2 separate regions of the Macaca mulatta genome follow, and region 2 is linked to region 1. A link is a contact called in public Hi-C data. All regions are on one chromosome and are shown on one strand. Each heading gives the region's core, a stretch centred on a gene start, on an enhancer-like site or on the middle of the called end of the contact. The rest is flanking DNA. Distances are from core to core; before and after follow the strand shown. Region 1 holds the start of SH3BGR (SH3 domain binding glutamate rich protein). Region 2 holds the start of BRWD1 (bromodomain and WD repeat domain containing 1).

The links. Hi-C and Micro-C count contacts between places; a contact is called where the count stands out from the background.
Region 2: a contact with region 1 is called in a Hi-C map of fetal cortex germinal zone, with 4 times the contacts expected there. The contact joins the promoter of BRWD1 here to the promoter of SH3BGR in region 1. A contact is called at or near these places in 2 of 14 Hi-C or Micro-C datasets (fetal cortex germinal zone and liver).

Annotation. Positions count from the first base shown.
Region 1 is chr3:7,995,379-8,001,891 of T2T-MMU8v2.0, reverse strand. SH3BGR (SH3 domain binding glutamate rich protein) reads left to right here and starts at 4,587. Exons shown (of 8, transcript XM_015132871.3): 1 at 4,587-4,748. The coding sequence starts at 4,635. It overlaps LCA5L (lebercilin LCA5 like), which reads right to left and starts at 4,589. Exons shown (of 10, transcript NM_001194409.2): 1 at 4,306-4,589.
Region 2 is chr3:8,145,465-8,151,340 of T2T-MMU8v2.0, reverse strand. BRWD1 (bromodomain and WD repeat domain containing 1) reads right to left here and starts at 1,270. Exons shown (of 42, transcript XM_015132876.3): 1 at 1,072-1,270; 2 at 870-928; 3 at 698-727; 4 at 474-533. The coding sequence starts at 1,120. LOC106997240 reads left to right here and starts at 1,236. Exons shown (of 1, transcript XM_015132879.3): 1 at 1,236-2,557. The coding sequence starts at 1,524. The coding sequence ends at 2,114.

The sequences.
Region 1 (6,513 bases), core at 3,338-5,837:
GATTTCTCAGTGACATCTAGCACTAAATTTCATAAATGAAATATACCTATATATATCAGAAATTTCAAGTTTATTTGATAACATGAAAATGTGCCACGTTCAAAGTCTGGATGGTTACAGACTAGCTATGCTATGCAGGTTTTGGTAATTTAACAACTTTATGTATTTTAGAACAAATGTTTGAATTCACTAGCAGACTGACATCCCAGTCACCTTCAGGGTAAGAACCCATGCCTCTCTACTTCCACCAAGTGGTGGCAAATGCAATGTACCACACTGAGTAAAGGGCTACAAATCTTACCCAAGTACCCGTTTTTAGCTACCCTGCCACAACATTCTTTTTAATTTTCAGTGTTTGCCTGATTATTTTTTACTAGGAGTTTCATTCTATTTTAATAGAATTGTTCTAAAACACACGGCACTTAGTATCTCTTACACATTAGAATGTTCATTTCATTCATTCTTTCAGCACCCATTTGCGTGCTTACTATGTGTCAGGCACTATGTGGGGTGTGGAGATACAGTGATGAACACAAACAGCAAATGTTTCTGTTTTTGTGGGACTTTCTGTAATGAACTAATCATAATAGTGACTGTCCCGAGTGTCTTCAAGGAAGGAGATACAACTCTGTGAAGGTGAAACTGATCCTGACAGTGATCGGGGAAGTTATCCCTGTAGAAGTGATGTCTGAGTTGAGATAGGAAGGGTCAGTGGGAACTAACTAGGCAAGAGAGGATGAGAGGGAGGAAGGAAAAACAATGCAGACAGAGAGAAAAGAATGCCAAGGCCTGGTGGGTGGAGGAGGCCCATGTGGCTGAAGCCCAGTGAGGAGGGCCAGCCGTTTCAGATGAGTCTTGAGAAGCAGGCGGGGGTGAGCAGCTGCAGGTCCTTGGGAAGGCGTGCCTATGATGTGGATCATTAATCCAAGGGCAATGGGAAGCTGGCGGTAAGCAAAAGAGGGAGGTGGGGAGGGATGGCATAATCAGCTCTGCCTTCTGAAGAGGTTACTCTGGCTGCAGGGTGGTGAAGAATCGAGAAAAGCCAGAGAGGTGGGGAGACCAGCTGGTACAGGACTGCAGCAGGCTGAATGAAGGTGGTAGTTTGGACTTAGGCATCCACGACAAAGAAGAGATGTGAAAGATGCCCAGGAGACAACCTCACCTGGGCTTAAGGATTCACTGGGTGTTGGGGTGCGGTAACGGTCAAGGAGGAATCCTGGGTACAATGGAAGAGGTCCCAGTTGGGGTTGGGAAGTGGGGTTGTTTGGTCTTGTGCATGTTGAATTGGAGGAGACTGAGTGATATTAAGAAACACTGTCACGCAGCTAGCTGAATGTACGAGTCTAGCTGAGAAAAGGTCAAGTTGGAGAAAGGTGGGAGTCAAGAGCACACAGCTGGAACTTAAAGCTGTGCGTGTGAATCTGTGCCCTGTGCTAGATGAGGGGGCGCAATGGAGAACAAAATGGGAACAGAGGCCGAGCTTTGAGGATCTCCAATATTAAGGAGCCTGGGAGAGGAGGGTGAGCCAGAATGGCAGCAGGAAAAGCAGGAGAGACAGGGGTGGTCACAGAAGCCAAGGGCAGACCGTGTTTGTAGAGTGAAATGGGGGCAGCAGTTTCAAATGCTGCTGAGAGACTGAGCAAGACGAGGCCTGGAAATGTCTCATTCCCGGTTTTTGTTTTAGCAGAGATGAAGGGGAAGCCAGGCTGGCTGAGGAGTGAGAGACAAATAATAGAGGTATCGAATAAGGCAGTTCTTTAAAGTTTGCCTGTCGAAAGGGATAAGGGATTGGACAATAACTGGAAACTGAAGGGGAATGTGGGGTCATAGGAGATTCTTTTTTTTCTCTTTTGTGATGGGAAACTTCAACATGCTTCAAAACCATGGCAGAGCCAGCTGAGATGGAATAGGTGATCATACGGGAGAGGGAATGCATACCTGACAGTGTAGAGTTTTTGGCGAGTGGAAAGGGATGGGATCCAAAGCACAGAGAGGGAGTGGCTTTGGTTAGGAGGAGGAAGGAAGGTAGGAACAGATATAAGTAAGGCTTGCAGTTTTGGCAGCTGAAGAATGAGGGGATTCCCATGTGACAGCTTCAAGTTTCTCTATGAAGTGACAGCACAAGGGTGTGGTGGGAGATCAAATCTGAGTAAAGTGGTCATTTATGAAATGCAATCTCCTATAGACCCTCAGCTAACTGTGGCAATCCTACTCTGTTACTTTGGTTAATTGGGGTTTTACCTGACGGCAAAAGAGAAAAGATAGGGTTTAAGAGAGTGGCAAGGGTAGGGCCAGGCGTGGTGGCTCATGCCTGTAATCCCAGCACTTTGGAAGGCCGAGGCGGGCGGATTACCTGAGGTCAGGAGTTTGAGACCAGCTTGGCCAACATGGTGAAACCCCATCTCTACTAAAAATACAAAAATTAGCTGGGTGTGGTGGTGCACACCTGTAATCCCAGCTATTCAGGAGGCCGAGGCAGGAGAATTGCTTGAGCCCGGGAGATGGAGGTTGCAGTGAGCCAAGATGATGCCACTGCACTCCAGCCTGGCCAACAGAGTGAGACAATATCTCAAAAAAATGAAAAAAAAAGAGAGAGAGATTGGCAAGGGTACAGGTATGTAGGGACCTTAGCTCCTTGAGGGCAGGGACCTGTCACATTGATCGCCGTATCAGCACCCAGGTACTTACTATCAAAATGATCAGCATACGGATGATCATTTGTCTGCATCTCAGTTTGCCTCTTTTGGTGCTTCTCTAAAAAATAAAAAAAGGAAGAGCTTAAACTCCTACATGATTCCTGTCTTTGCACTGGGAAGAAGCCTCTGGATTCTTTTTTTTTTTTGAGACGGAGTCTTGCTCTGTCACCCAGGCTGGAGTGCAGTGGCCGGATCTCAGCTCACTGCAAGCTCCTCCTCTTGGGTTCACGCCATTCTCCTGCCTCAGCCTCCCGAGTAGCTGGGACTACAGGCACCCGCCACTTCGCCCGGCTAGTTTTTTGTATTTTTTTAGTAGAGACGGGGTTTCACCGTATTAGCCAGGATGGTCTCGATCTCCTGACCTCATGATCCGCCCGTCTCGGCCTCCCAAAGTGCTGGGATTACAGGCTTGATTACCGCGCCCGGCCCGGCTCTGGATTCTTTTGTTCTTCAGGACAGTCCCTGGTAAAGCTCTGGCCATAGTTCTGTTCCAGGGGCACTGTCATATATATACCTAACACAGCTAAGGCGCATCTTTACACTGTCAGCTTGTTAGCATGATGCTTATGTAGACTTGTTTACCCGGTTTAGAAGTTGCAATGTGCAAAATACATACTGAAAATATTGCACTTTTATCTACGGAAATTGTAATTTATATAAGGAAATTGTAATTTACATAATCCTTTAAAAAACTTATTCATACGAAATAACAGAGAACGGGAAATAGCATTAAGGCTGTCATGCTCAAGTGGGGGAGGGGCAGACTCAGGGAAACCAATTAGGAAGCAAGTAAAGTAATCCAGGCACCAGATGATGGGGGCCTGGACCAAGGTGGTGACAGTGGGGGTTGAGAGAAATGGTAGAATTGTGAATCTATTCGGGTGCATTTTGAAGGCAGTGCTGACAGACTGAAGGTGAGGAAGAGAAAAACAGGACTCAAGCAGGATACAAGGCTCGGGCAACTGGAGAATGGAATTCCCAGCAACTATGGCGGATTAAGATTGTGGGAGGACAGGCTTGGCTTGGGGAGTTATTGAGAGCTATTTTGGATAAGCTGCGTTTGAGATGCTGTAGACATCCAAGTAGGGATGTGGCAGGCAGCTGAATGCAGGGGTCTGGTGTTCAGGGGAGGGGCGAGGGCTGGGAATGCACACTTGGGGCTCACTGGCATTCAGATAGGCTCTGAGTACAGGAGACTGGATGAGTTCATCTAGGGATTGAGAGGAGACGCAAAAAGGCTCAAGCTCACATTCAGCCGTGAAAAAAACTGGGCTCTTAAAAAACTTAACCGTTGGCTTCAGTGTGGCAACGAGATGTTAACACGCTGAGGAAAGGGTGTGGATAAAGAGTCCCGAGACTGGGCGAGTGGGGGACATACACAGAGAAGACATTTCAAAAGATTTAGATTCCTGCGACATAGGGAGATGCCAGCGCTAAGGTTTTAAAGAAAAACGAATCCCAAGCAAAACAGCAAGTAAGCAAAGGCAAAATCGGAGGTCAGATAGAAGATTCAGATAGAAAAACCCGTAAGTCCCTCGGTGGGGCGGCGGTGAGATCGGCCTCTGCCCCCTTGCCGGACCCAGGCGCGGCCCCGGGCGCGCTCGGTCACCTCGGCCCAGGCGTCCCCCCTGCCCAGCGGGCCTGAGAGTACGTGTGTCGCCGGGGCGCCTGGCCACTGCCGAGCCGGAGTAGCTGTTCCTTGCCAGACTGCGCTGCGAGGAGGAAACGGCCAGGCGCCAGCGAGGCAGGCAGGGGCGAGGACGCAGTGACCGGCGATACCGGAAGCCCAGAAAGAGCGTAGCAGGCGCGTCCGGACGGGACCAGCGTTGGGGCAGTAACAGGGCAACCGGCTGCGGCGGACGATGGCGGCAGTTGGGTCATTACCTGTTCCGCGCGGTTCCCGCGACTGCAGCAAGGCCGCAGTGGCGGCCCGTCGCCATGGAAACCCGTGCGCGAGGCCTGCTGGGACGCGCAGGCCTGAGGGTGCTGGGCGCGCGCATGCGCACTCGGGAAGCGGACGCCGCGGCCGGGAGGGGCGTGTTTGGCCTGGAGGTCAGTGTGGCCTCGCGTTTTTCTTCGGTTCGGGAAAGTGAGTTGCTTGTGTAGACGTCTGTAAACAAGCCTCCTGCCGTCCCTGTTCGGCGCCCTGCCTGCCCCCGTGGCCGCACCGGGAGCGAGGGAGCTTGTCGTGCTTCACGTGTTCTGGCGCTCTGGCGCCCTCTTAAGGCTCGGCCAGCCTTAGGTGGCTTGAGTCAGTAGGCGGGTGTAGACGCCTACTGGTAGGCTGCTAGGCAGCAGGTGTAGACGCCTGGTCAATGCCTGGGAAGCACAGTTTCCCTATTAACCCCGTGTCATAAAGATGGTTTTTTTGTTTTGGTTTGTTTTTGTAAAACAAAATCTGATGACAAAACAATGCATTATTTGGCATAGAGAATTTAGAAATGTCCAGGCAAAATGTCCAAAGCAAAAGTCAAAATCACCTAGATGATGGAGTTGTAGGTGCTTTTTAATGACAGCATAGGAATTTGGCATCATTTAGGAAGACTTACATTGTTTCCTTTTATTTATTTACTTTTTTTCCTGTATCAAAGCCATGTTGAATATCCTTGCAGATGAATCTTTGACGTCACCCCTGACTGTTTCCTTAGGATAAATTCCTACATGTGAGGTTGCAGGGTCTGGCTCTGTCGCCCGGGCTGGAGTGCAGTGGCCGGATCTCAGCTCACTGCAAGCTCCGCCTCCCGGGTTTACGCCATTCTCCTGCCTCAGCCTCCCGAGTAGCTGGGACTACAGGCGCCGCCACTTCGCCCGGCTAGTTTTTTGTATTTTTAGTAGAGACAAGGTTTCACCGTGTTAGCCAGGATGGTCTCGATCTCCTGACCTCGTGATCCGCCCATCTCGGCCTCCCAAAGTGCTGGGATTACAGGCTTGAGCCACCGCGCCCGGCCACTTTGAGGCTTTCTAAAGGTAGAGGGAAACTGCCTTCCAGCAAACGTTCCAATCCTTGGCCCGCATTGGAAATTCTCTTTTTTCTTACAGTTTTTTTTTTGCCCATTTTATTGTCAAAAATTGGCATCTTTGATTGTATTCACTTCCTTGTTAGTAGGAAGAATAGACTTTTTCCCATATTTTTCGTGCCATTTGTCCTTATTGTGTGATTTGAGTTTTCCTGTCTTTTGTTCATTTTAAAACTTGGCATTCATCTTTGTAAAAATTGGTTTTGTAAGAACTTTTGATGCTTGAAAACTTAGGTTGCGATATACGTTGCAAATACTTCCTCAGTTTGTCAGTTACCTTTAATTTTGTTTACAGTGCCTTTTGGTATTTGTGTAGAGTCAAGCTTATTAGATTTCTTTTTATAGTTTCTGCATTTGGTTTTTATATAAAAGGAGAAACGGGTGTTTTTTTTCAAATTGACTTTAATCCTGCTTTGGTAGAAGTGGGTTAGGACAAGCTTTCTCTCCATATCGCCATTTCTTCCTCTAGAAATGCATGACCTACCCTGAGTTTTGGTGGGCCGTGCATTTCTAGAACTCCTTCGGTAAGAAATTATCTGTATAAGATGGGTGCCGGTTGTTTTTGCTGGTGGTGGTGGTTGGGGCAACATCTCCAGGTAGGCAAACATTAGACAAACCCTAGACTTGACATTATGGAAAGATGGGCTGATTGATGCTTGGTGGCTGGTGGTGGTCCCATGACAGTAACAAGAGCAGAGGTTTGCCGTTGAGGGAACATCTAACCCTGGAGCTCAAGACTGGAGGAACTGAAAGGTAGAGGTTCCTTAGAATGGGTTCCTCCTCTTTTCTACCAGCTTTTC
Region 2 (5,876 bases), core at 21-2,520, 150 kb before region 1:
AACACAAGAACATTTCTCCACCTTCAGAGACCAATGATTCTATTCCTAAAGAACAAGTGGGGGACAGACCCGGGCGGGACAAGACACGAGAGGCCAATCAGAGCGCGAGTTACAAGCGCGGTGGAGAGGGGGGGAGCGGATGAAACCGCCCCGTTGAATGGCTGGCTGCGCACGCCACACCCCGCAGAGGCGGCCGCACCTGGAGCCCCACCCCTGCCGCAGGACCTCCGCGAGTCGCCCCCACCGCTCCGCCCCGCGCCGCCCCCCATGACTGTTTCCTGCCAAAACAAACCTGGCCGCCTCAAAAACAAAACAGAATATTCAGCGGGGAAGGCAGCTGTCCTGGGGCCGCCCTCCAGTGCGGCTCACACTTTGCACCCCACGGGCCGGGGTCCCCACGAGGGGCAGGGGCAGGGGCAGGGGCGGGGGGCGGTGCACGGAGAACCCGGGGAGCAAACGTGCCCAATGCTCACCAACTCCTCGTAGCTCCTGTTGTGCTCGTTGCCCTCCCAGTCCAACCTCTTCGGCAACAACTGGAAAGACACGAAACGCACACGAGTGACCACCGCTCCGGCGCGGGGCGGGCGGGGGGCGCGGGGCGGGCGGGGGGCGCGGGCGAGCATCCCTCAGGGCAAGGTCGGGAGGAGGGACGCGAGGGAGCGCGGGGACGGGCGCGCGGGGACGGGCGGGCACAGACCTGGTACTGCTCCAGCTCCTGCACCAGCACCTGCGGCCGAGAGACGCGCGGTCAGGGGTGGGGCCGGGCCCGGGGCGCGCCCGCTTCACCCCCGCCCTCCACCCGCGACCCCCGGCGGCGGAGGGGACACCGGGGACGCCAAGTCCGCAGCCGCCCGCGGGCCCGCACTCACCTGGGCCGCTCTCCGACACGGGCCCGCCGATAGGTACCGGGCGATGAGGAAGTACAGCTCTGCGGGAAGACAGGGAGTTGGGTCAAGCCCGGGCAGGGAGGGGACGGGGCCCGGGACCGGGACGGGGTCGGGGCCGGGGCAGCCGGGGAAGCCGAAGCAGCTGGGAGCGCCAGGACGGGGGTGGCACGGCCTCGCGTCTTACCCGACTCGATGAGAGGCACCGGGCGTCGGGCGGACGAGGGCTCCGCCATGGCCGGACACGGGGCGGGAGGCGGGAGCGAGCGAGCGAGCGGAGCGTGTAGGCCGCGCCGAGGCCTGACCGGGCTGGCGTCCCCTCTCCTCAGGCGCGCGCCGCCGCCGCCGCCGCCGCCGCTGCCGCCGCCATGCCGTGCGCGCCTCCTGGTCCGACGCCTCCGCGGGGGAGGAAGTAGTGCCTCACAGGAGACGGAAAGTAGTCCCTCCGTGGGGCGCGGGGGCCTCGGCGCCAAGGGAGGACTGGAGCTTGCGTCTCGCCCGGGAAGGCGAGCCTCGCTCCGCTGTCTGTCTCCGGGGACTCGATGAGGAGAAAGTGACGCGGGGGTAAAGACCTGGGCGCCCAGGGTAGCGGCGGCGAGTGGGGGAGGGGAGGGCGCGTGGCCCGGATCCCTGCGCGCGATGAGGCGGCCGCCCAGGCTTTGTGAGGCGGCGACGCGACGCCGGGCGGTCCAGCAGCGTGCGGGTACCGGGGGCGGAAGCGCGGCCGCCGGAGGGGGCGAGTCACCGCCGCCCCCCGCGGGACCTGGGTCCTCTACGCGGGACCGCAAGGGCCCCGAGCCGCGGTTCTGCAGGGTCGCCCGCTCCGGGTCGCTCGGAAGGGTGACTTCACGAACCGGTCGTCTGGGGCCAGCGCGTTTTGCCCCCCACGATAGACTTCCAGGACGCGAAAGCTTTGAAAGTGAGGATTGGCTCGCCGCGCCTCCCGCACGGGGGAACGCCGCCCGGACCCGCGAGCCTAGGGCGGGGGCCTCGGATACCGGCGTTGCCGGAGCGTCTGCGGCGCTGAAGGCCGCCGAGACCCAGCCGCAGCCCCCAGAAGCCGGCAGCCTGGTAGAAAATTACATAAAATGCAGCGCTTCGCCGAGGGGGTGCGAGTCGGGGGAGCAGCGCGCAGCTGCGGCTGACGGCTCGGCCGGATCCGTCCAGGCATGGACAGGAAAACGGGATTGCGGGGAGAAGGCGGTGCAACGGGCCGCAGACCCTCCCTGAGAAGAGAAGCCGGAAACTCGGGAGCCATGTGTAGTTAGAATCCTCTTGGAAGACTAGTAGACGTGAGGTTGGAGAGGTGGACGAGGACCAGAGAATTCCCTTGTCTTGCCAGGCTTCTGACCTAACTGTATGAGTTTCCTCAGCGCATCCAGCCTGCCCTGCTCTGACCCCTGAAGTACAGCGGTGACCCTAAATGGTGTCCCTGCCTTCCTGGAGTGCGCGTTAACGTTCTGATTCTTACTCATGGCAATAACCCACACACCACAGAGAGGTTAAATGTGGTTCAGGTCAGACTCTGGGGCAGGACTCACTGCCTGCACCTTGTCTTGGCTCCACCAGCTTGACCTTGAGCAAGTCACAACCTGTGGGTCTCAGTTTTCCTTACCAGTAAACCGTAGATAATTCCTCACTAGTAAACACAATATTTGTGCCTGCCTCATAAAGTGGTGAGGATTTAATGAATTAATGTGTTCCTGGCATATAGTAAGCACCGTATACAGTTGGCTTTTATTTACACCAAATAGCAAAAGCTTTTTTTTTTTTTTTTTCCTTGAGACAGGGTCTTGCTCTGTCGCCCAGGCTGGAGTGCAGTGGTGTGATCTCACCTCACTGCAGCCTCAGCCTCCCGAGTAGCTGGAATTGCAGACACGTGCCACCACGTCCGGCTAATTTTTATATTTTTAGTAGAGACGGGGGTTTCACTGTGTTGGCCAGGCTGGTCTCGAACTCCTGGCCTCAGGTTATCCACCCGCCTCGGCCTGCCGAAGTGCTGAAGATTACAGGCGTGAGCCAACGCGCCTGGCCAAAAGCTTTTATATGTATTTATAAATAGATACAGATACCTGTAAGGCTGTCCAGGCGTGCTGGCTCACACCTGTAATCCCAGCACTTTGGGAGGCCAAGGCGGGCGGATCATGAGGTCAGGAAATCAAGACCATCCTGGCCAACATGGTGAAACCCCGTCTCTACTAAAAATACAAAATGTTAGCCACCTGCGGGGGTGCGCGCCTGTAGTCCAAGCTGCTTGAGAGGCTGACGCAGAATTGCTTGAACCCCGGAGGCAGAGGCTGCAGTGAGCTGAGATCGTGCCACTGCACTCCAGCCCGGGCAACAGAGCGAGACTGTCTCAAAAAAATATATATCTGTGAGGTAACAATCTAAACATGTTTGAGCTAGTGCATCAGTAAGTTAACTCCTTACATCTGTTAACTCAGCAAGCAGTAACAAGTGATGGTGATTTAAAAAAAAAAAAAAAAGGAGTGGGAAATGAGCCACAGCTTTGCCATCAAAGACTTCAGCGTCTCTTAGGGGGAACAGATGTAAGCAAATAATGACACGATTTAGGGCAGAGATAGGAGGATCAACTTGCCTCTGCGTGGGGGAAATGTTAGGGAAGTTCAGGTTATCCAGGCCTACAATGTGTGTAAAGGGATTTCAGACATAGAAACAACAGAGGGCCAAGACATAAATATAATTTTTAGTTTAAGGAATCCGAAGTTTAGTGTGACTACTTGGGGTGACTTCGGAGAGGATGGGATCATGATGTCAGAAGCTGAAATTGGTAGCAGTTGAAGGATTCTAAGCCAGGAAGGAATCATTTTCTATTTTAGGATGGATTTGAGAAAGTTAAGACCAAGAGGCGCTTAACAGACCCCTGAAATAGAAAAGATATATGAGGGCATTGGTTATAAGGATAGTGAAGAGACAAGTTCAGAAATATGTAGGACATTAAGTCTGCAAGATGAAGTTGGGATGAAATAAAAAAGAATCACAAAAATCTCGTTTGGGGCTTGCTGAGGTTGTGCCAACAAATAAGGTAGGGCATACAAGCTGGTAGCTAGATTGTTAACATGAGTAACTGCTTGCAACAACTTGATTATTCGAAGTTACAGTGCATTGATAACTATGGTACAGTGTGATCTGATGCTGCAAGATTACCAATGTTACCAAATGACAAAGACATCAGGGGTGAATTTAAACTTTCAATGATTGACCAAGGAGTTGTACATTTCATTTTGTAACAAGGGCATAAGATAAAAACCCCCAAAAGATATTAACAAGAATTTATATTCCAAGTTCAGGTCATTGTCTGAAATTATAGTTCTGGTGGTTGGCAGCATAGTAACCATTACAGGAGATCGGAAATGATGACACGAGCTCAGACACAGTGGCTCACACCTGTAATCCCAGTGGTTTGGGAGGCCAAGGCCAGAGGATTGCTTGAGCCCAGGAGTTCGAGACCAGCCTGAGCAACATGGTGAGACCCCATCTCTACAAAAAATAAAAAATAGCCAGGTATGGTAGGTGTGTACCTGTAGCCCCAGCTACTTAGGAGGCTGAAGCAAGAGAATGGCTAGAGCCTGGGAGATGGAGGCTGCAGTGACCCATGACCACAGCACTGTTCTCCAGCCTAGGCAGCAGAGCAAGACCCTGTCTCAAAAAAAAAAAAAAAAAAAAAACATGATGACATGAGTTTTCCTTTGCAAGCGCCCTGGGAGTCCTTTTACGACTTACTGTCACGTTCATGACAAATATTCTTTCTAGATTTTGAATAGGAAAAAAGATTTCTAATGAGAGGGAGAATATCTTCCCCATTCAACTCCCAGATGGCAAAAGACTCAGATACAACTCACATGTGCCTACCAGGAGGAGGAAAAGGAAATACGCTGTCCAGGAGCAACTCCTTAGTGGGTACCTGCCAGAAGTGGTCTCCAAACAAGGCAAGAATCGGTGTATTCCTCACACAATTCAATCCAAGCCATTCCTTACGTACACACTGAGGTTTGCTTTTGGGTAAATGAAAATAACTTGAGTTTCACCACAAGAAAGCTATATGGTAAGTAAATGTTGGAAAATCTTAACAGCAGGTGACATTAAGCTATAGGGTTGCATTTTCAAGGGAACCAATGTCTTAGCCGGTGGCAAGCAACTCCTGACTGGATAAACAGCTCTCAGATGTCAATGATAGGCTCACTGCACAAGGAGAAAGCTGAGACGCGGAGAGATTTAAGTATGGCCCAAGAGCATATAGCTGGTAAGTGGTGGCTGGACTGCAATCCCAAGTCGACAGTATTAGACTGAAACACAAACGCTGCAGAGTCCTTTATCCCTTGGCCATGTTTCACGAAAGAGGAAAATGGGACCTGAAAAGTAGGAGACTTACACAAGATTGCACAGCTAGTGCATCAGAGAGCTGACATTTGAAAACCCACATAAGTATATGTGTAATCTCATTTACCACAGGCAAGTCTTAGATTGTGTTGTTCCCATTTTAAGAATGAGGAAACTAGGCCGGTTGTAGTGGCTCTCATCTGTACTATCGGCACGTTGGAAGACCAAGGCAGGAGGATCGCTTGAGCCCGGGAGTTCAAGGCTGGTCTTGAAGGTAGTGAGACCCTCTCTCCACAAAAAATGAAAAAATTACCCCATGCATGGTGTTGGGTGCCTGTAGTTCGAGCTATTGGGGAGACTGAGGCAGGAGATCACTTGGGCCCAGGAGTTCAAGGCTGTCACGAGCTATGGTGGTAGCACTGCACTCCAGCCTGGCAACAGAGCAAGACCCTGTCTCAAAAAAGAATGAGGAACTAAGGCTAATAAAGTTTAAGAATTTGCTTAAGCATGGAAAGCTTTTTTTTTTTTTTTAATCTGTCTGCGAATGACAGGAAAATAAAATTTAGTAAGGCCTTCCAAGTCACCACTTAGGAAGCCCAACAGCATTAAATGTGAATGCATATCTAGAAAATGGTGACCAAACTAGTCTGA